Linked DNA regions of Mus musculus: region 1 is linked to region 2. Evidence: chromatin contacts called from public promoter capture Hi-C data. All regions are on one chromosome and are shown on one strand. The core of a region is the stretch at or near the end of the contact, and the rest is flanking DNA. Distances in the headings are between cores, read along the strand shown.

Region 1 (3,280 bases), core at 530-3,029, 300 kb after region 2:
CTCTCTGCTTCTTGTTCCTGACACCATCCCTGCTGTTTGCTACGATTTGTGCCCACTATGATGGCCGCTTAGCCCTCTGGAACTGCAAGCCAAAACAACCTCCCTTCTGTAGGTTGCCTTGAGTCACAGCATTTTATCACAGCAACAGGAAAGTAACAGCTACATACAGACTCTAAGGATTACAGCCCAAGGACATCTGTGGTTGGGGGCTGTTCGGTCTCGACACACCCACCGCTCCCTGCTTCTCCATTTCCATGAGTGGCCCCTTTTGGTTTCTCAGGCTTTTGTCTGTAGCAGCCCTCACCTCGGCCACCCACCCCTCATTCATTCACCTCTACTATGCAGTAGTCGCTTTGCTGGTCTCAAGGCCACCTCTGTCCTCTCAGAATCATCCTTCATGTAACATGTTACATTTGCAACAAGTCAATCAGACTCTGAAAGTCCTCTCTCCCTCTGTGACTAGAATGAACCCCTGCTGGGCAGCCAGGCAGCCAGCACTACTGCCCAACTCTGGTCAAGTCTCCACCTCTCTGCAAGCTGACAAAGACCTCAGGCTTTTTGTACAGGCTGTTACCTCTGCCTGAACACCTTTATCCAAGCCTTGGGGTAGGTGACTCTCCTGTCACTCATTGCAGTTAAATGCACCTGCTCTACAGACCTTCACTGCTGCCCTATACCCCGCCACACCCTAATATATTGCCCGTTTTTACCTACTTTTTTTTATCAAACACTAGTTTTAATTTTGTGTTCATTTCTTACCTATTGTCTTTCTACCTAGAATGATGACTACCTAAGAAAAGGGCTGTTAGTGCGACCCCAGCACCCACTGCGAGTGCTCAGCAAACATGAATGAATGAATGAATGAAGAGAATCCACCAAGAGTTCACACTGAGGGCTGTGGATGTGGCTCAGTTGGTAAAGAGCTAGCCTAGCATGAAGGAGGTCTGAGGTTTAGTCCCCAGCACCTCATAAACTTCTGTCCACAGCACAAGTGTGCCTGCACTCATATACATAAAACACATACACACATTAATGATAAATATACGCTTTTAATTGAAAAAAGTTCATGGCAAATATACCATACATGAGAGACTTTATGTAAAAGTAATAACTCTCTTAATAAGTATAGATGTGAACTCCAAACTAAAGATAGTCTCTTATACTCAAGTCTAATCTGCCTCTACCTCATCGCTGAGGAGAGACGTCTCAGTGGCAGTTAAGAGCACTGACTACTCCTTCAGAAGATCTGGGTTCAATTCTCAGCACACACACACGGGGGCTGCCAACTCCAATTCCAGGGATCCAGCGTCCTCGTCTGGTCTCCAAGGCATTGAACACACGTGGTGTAGAGCTACATGCACACACAGAGAAAATAAAATTTAAAAACCTAATAATAGGGTAGCAAAGTAGCTCCGTGGGTAAAGGTGCTTGCTGTGCAAGCCAGTGGATCTCAGTTCGCTTCCTGGACCCAGACTCGGCTCATCTCTACACCTGCGCCGCGGAATGTCACGCGTGTATACGCACAATAACAATAAATAAAAAATCATAATCAGTCGTACTGATTCTGCTGTAGAGATATCGGGTGTAAACTGAAAAACCAATGAACGCAAGAGAATTGCGACCGCACTCGGGGGTGGGGTGGAGTGGGAGGAGTAGATCCTTTACAGGAAAGACCGTCTCCTCCGCACGCGCGCCTTTAAAAGGCGGGCTAAAACAGAAGGGGGCGTGGCCACACGCGTGGCCCTTGGTGTCTGAACCACGTGTTAGGAGGGAACGTCCTGCCTCTTCTGTTTACGTTACCTGGCAAGATGGCGGCGCCCAGAGCGGTAGGTGACCGCAGCGTCCGCGTCCCGGAACTATGGTTCACTTTGTAGCTCGGTTCTCGAGACCTCTCTCAGCCTCCTGGGAAACAAAAGTCTGCGGAAACAGAGCGTCTCCTGCCGGACCTCGCTCGGGAGACGCCGTCTGGGGCTGCCGAGGGCCACAGAGAGTCTCGAGTCGCTTGATAGAGAAACCAATGGGATGAGGGTGGCTTAGCCAATCAGCGGAGTAGGACAGCTCTTCCTGGGGGGAAAGGACGGGATAAGGGTTTGGAGGTGATGTAGAACTAATGATGCTTTTGCGCGAAATTCCTGGGGGGAATTTAAGGATCTTGTAATCCCAGTATTTGGGAGGTGGAGGCAGCAGGATCAGGAGTTCAAGGTTATCCTTTTGTGTATCAAGTTGGAGGGCAGGCAGGGCAACGTAAAATCCTGCCTGTAAATAAATAACTAAACCTTAATAGGAAACAAACAAAAATCAAAGAACAGGGTGTGCAGGCGGGAGCCAGGAAGTTAATTTGGAGGTCCGAGGAAGAACCTGAGGGGGATTCCTAGAGCTTCGTTAACCTGGAGAATGTATTTAGTAGTAGAGTATTTTGTTGGTACTCATTGCCGTGGGTTCCATTTCCAGCGCTACCTGTAAAGGTGAAGGTTACGTGGACAGGATGGCAAAGAAATCAGCCATTTGGCAAAATCCTAGGGAGAACTGGGTAAAATTTGGGCTGGGGAAATGGTTCATTATTGAAGCACATGTGCTTGAGGCATGAAGGCCAGAGTTGGTAGAAGCGGGGCATGTCTGCTCACCTGGAATCCCAGCACTCTGGAGGTAAAGACAGTTGATTCCTCAAGCAAACCCACTGGCTGGGCTACCTGAGTTGGGGTGCTGCAGGTACAAGTGAGAGACCCTGCCTTGATCTATAAAGCCAGGGGCAATTGAGGAAGACAGCTGGCCTCCATACATGGGCACATTCGTGCAAGGACACCTACACATTTGAATGCACACTATGCACGTACGTATTCCACCACCACCACCCCAACCCCCAGGAGTGAACTGGTGAGAAATGAAAGTATAATGGTAGTTTGGGAAAAAAAAATAAGGACTTGGTGGGAAATTAGAAGAACCTGAGAAAACCAAGACTGGCTGCATTCAAGAATGAATTTATGGTTGGTTAAATGGAAGACTTTGGAGAAATGTTTTGAATCCCAAAGGTTAAGGATTGAGGACGTGGACATGCTGGGGACTGACCACGGTGCCTTATGAATATTAAACAGAGACTCTAGTCCTGAGCTACACCCCCATATTAGGGCGGGAGTGGTATCAGAAGGATTTAAAAGACTCAGGAAGCACAGGCTGAGATTCAAGGTAGGCCATGCTGTAAGAGTTAGGGGTGGAACCCAGCTCCACGTTCAACCTCAGTCCTTTCCCTCTCCCCTTCTCCAGGTCCTGCACCTGGGCGCCC
Region 2 (3,251 bases), core at 157-2,656:
CTCCCACACCCCGCGCCCACTTTGGATGCGCTGCGTCCCGCCCCTTTCCCTCTTGTGCCAAACGGTCCCGCGGGAGCCGTTCTCCGCGTCCCCTCCCTCAGCCCCTGCCCCGAATGGCTCCGGAATCTGGACTCCCGCTGTTCCGTGATCTCCGCCCCCCTGACCCCCTTCGAGACCTCTGACCCTGCTGGACTCCGGAACACCCGTGACGACCGCCTGGACCCTGCCCGACCCTCCAGGACCCTGCGACCCTCGAGCCACTGTTTAGAGACGGATATTGTGAAGTTGGTCTCTACTTTGAAACCCTCCTTGGGGTTTGTGACCTCGGACCTGTGCTTTGTCCGTCCATCTGAATGCCAAGGACCATCACATGGTCTGTGGCAGAAAGACGTTTTCTCTTCTTGCCAAAATAAAGAGGATTCGTTGAGTTTTTAATCTATAACATGGTTTCTTTTCCATCTTAGCTGAAAAAAGGAAAAGACGTGTTTCCTGAATGTATGTCAGCGTACTATGCGCGCACATTGTGTAGGAGAAGGCCACAAGAAGGCGTTGGATTTCCACTATATGGGTTCTGGGAATCGAACCAGGGTCTTCTGCAAGGGCAACATGCTCTGAACCACTAAGTCGCCTCTCCAGCTTCTTTTATGTATTGATGGTGCTTTAAGTCATACGGGTCTCACTGTATCCATCTAGGAAATGCTATTTTGGTCTGGAGTCCCTTGCCTTCATAACTTGATATTCATGTTGATCCTGAATGTAGAGCACAGAAAATAACCATCTAGCACAGCTTTTTACCGCTCCTTTATGTTGCCTTTCCTTTCGCTAGCAGAGATAGAGGCGCCCTCCAGTGGCAAAGGCTTTGCTCAGCCAATGACTAGCACAAAACGCGATTTTGGGTTACACTCTTAGCAATACGCATGCGTAATTCTCTGAGCTGAATTCCTATTCTCGCTGCGCAAGCGACTGGGAACAGATGGGAGGAAAGTTTCCGGAAGTCTTCCTCGAGAAGGGGTGGAGCCAGGCGCTCCTTAGTCCTCTCAGGGCCGCTCTGACCCGCCGCTCTTCCTCTTCTCGCCTCCTCCTAGCCTGTCCTCCCCTCAGAGGCTGCGCGGCTCCCGCCCCCTCGCCCTCTCAGCGGGTCTTCCTCGGGCCGCTCTGGCCCGGGAGTCTCCAGGTCTCTCTGATCTAGCCCATTCGCCTCGAGTGGGAGGAGCGGGTGGGTAGGCATTAGAGTGAGCCCTGGAGATCCGGGCCGGGACCCCGAAGGCAGGCCCCGCCCCCGTCTGGAGGGGTCTCCCCAGGAGTCTCCGGGCCAGGCAAGTTCCACCCCGCACGCTCCATGGACCGCCCAGCTGGGCTGTAGAGCACATCGCCCCTGGAAGACTGTCTATACGGTCTGTTTTGGCCTTGCAGCAGCCTGAATGTAATCACTGGATACCGTTTATGGAGTCGGCGCCCCTATGGGGGCTCGTGTCTATAGGGGACCCTTACGGTCCCTAGGGGTCAGCCCTATCCATAACGACTTCATATCCAGGGCCTTCCATGGGTCTATAGGGCCGGCCCCTCGGTTTCAAGAGCGCATCAACTGCGGCCCTTTCCTTGGCCCGGACTGCGTGGCTGGTACATCCTTGGACTACAAGGCCATGCTACGTCTGTAAAGGTTGCATCTTGCAGGGCCTCATTCCCAGAGGGTCTTCTCCAGGTCTTCACGGCCCTTCCCGTCCCTTAGGGCCAGTGCCTAAGGCGGCGATGGCCTTGGGTGGAGCTCTGGCCTTGGCCCTTGCACTGGCCTTGGCAGTGCTGGGACCGCTGTCCCTCAGGGTCCTGGCTGGTGACTGCAAGGGGCAGCGGCAGGTGCTACGGGAGGCGCCAGGCTTCGTGACGGATGGTGCGGGCAACTACAGCGTCAACGGCAACTGCGAGTGGCTTATCGAGGGTGAGTGGGGCCGCGTGGGTCACTCACTCGGTTGCTAGTTCATTCATTTGTGCGTTCATTCACTGAGCACATTCCTAGAACCCGGCTCCATTCCAGGACTCTTGCTGTAAAATGTTGGACATCCAGTGTTGCAGCCAGCTTGGGCCCTAACTCTGATGGGAGGGAATGTGCCAAGAGTCACAGTAACAAACTAGGAGTATTTGTGAGGGGTGTTTTTCTTCACTTGATCCTGAATGTAGCGCACAGAAAATATCAATCTAGCACAGCTTTCTACCACTCCTTTATTTTTGCTTACTTGTAAGTCCACTCATGCCTTTAATCCCAGCACTTGGAAGGCAGAGGCAGGCAGATTTCTGAGTTCGAGGCCAGCCTGGTCTCAGAGTGAGTTCCAGGACAGCCAGGCCTACACACACAAAAAAACCCCTGTCTCGAGAAAACAAAAAACAAACAACAACAACAAAAAGTAAGTCCACTCACCTGGCTTAGGATCTAGGCTCTATTTCATATGAGTTTCGTGACTTTGGATGGATGAATTTCGAAGGCACAGTTTCTTTTACTCCAAATGGCCGCAACAATAGTACTTAGTTAAAAGGAAAGGAGTCAGATATTTAACACATTTGATATCTGGTATAGTATATTAGTCAGGGTTCTCTAGGGAAGCATAGCATAGAATGAATCTTTATAGAAATGAGATTAGAATGGCTTATAGTCACTGTGCGGTGGTGGCGCATTCCTTTCATCCCAGCACTCCAGAGGCAGAGGCAGAGGCAGGCAGATCTCCGAGTTTGAGGCCAGCCTGATCTACATACTGAGTTCCAAGACAGCCAGAGAAACCCTGTTTTGACACCCCCCCTCCCCCAAGTAAAAAGAATGGCTTATAGACTGTGGTCCAGCAAGTCTGATAAAGACTGTTTACCAAAAAAAAATCCAGTAGTAGTAGTTCAGTCCACATGGCTTATGTCTTACCTGGTCTTCAGTATATGCCAGAATGCTAAAGAGAGTCAGTTCTAATGCAGACAGGAATTAGAAGATGCTTCTGAGCAAGCCTATGTGCTAAAATCTAGTATGCTAAAACAGATAATAGAAGAAGCCAGGACTAGTGCCAGAGGCAGGAGTCGGGGAGGCTTGTGAGTTTGAGGACAGCCTGGGCTACCTCAAAGTGAAGGACTGGACTCCTAGTTAGAGTGAGAGCAAGCAGGCCAAGAGCAAGAGCAAACTTCATTCTTTCATGTCCTTTATACAGGCTGCCAGCAGAAGGTGTGGCCCAGATTAATGGTGGAGCCTCTCACTTCAAAAGATCTGGATTAGAAGTGGG

Evidence for each region. Capture Hi-C pulls out chosen DNA fragments and counts their contacts.
Region 1: a contact with region 2 is called in a promoter capture Hi-C map of liver. The contact joins the promoter of Dmac2 here to the promoter of Megf8 in region 2. A contact is called at or near these places in 7 of 39 promoter capture datasets (cranial neural crest, embryonic stem cells, hippocampal neurons and 4 more), 5 of 484 Hi-C or Micro-C datasets (Th1 cells, cerebral cortex, forebrain and 2 more), 5 of 115 datasets of contacts at active chromatin or transcription factors (bone marrow-derived macrophages, embryonic stem cells, pancreatic cancer cells and 1 more) and 3 of 9 other capture datasets (adipose tissue, liver and macrophages).

The regions. Positions count from the first base shown.
Region 1 is chr7:25,617,635-25,620,914 of GRCm38.p6, forward strand. It overlaps Dmac2 (distal membrane arm assembly complex 2), which reads left to right and starts at 1,780. Exons shown (of 6, transcript NM_001290487.1): 1 at 1,780-1,826; 2 at 3,262-3,280. The coding sequence starts at 1,809. It overlaps Gm38969 (a long non-coding RNA gene), which reads right to left and starts at 2,027. Exons shown (of 2, transcript XR_881901.3): 1 at 1,801-2,027; 2 at 1,034-1,351.
Region 2 is chr7:25,315,758-25,319,008 of GRCm38.p6, forward strand. Megf8 (multiple EGF-like-domains 8) reads left to right here and starts at 1,407. Exons shown (of 41, transcript NM_001160400.1): 1 at 1,407-1,936. The coding sequence starts at 1,750. Tmem145 (transmembrane protein 145) reads left to right here. Exons shown (of 15, transcript NM_183311.2): 15 at 1-438.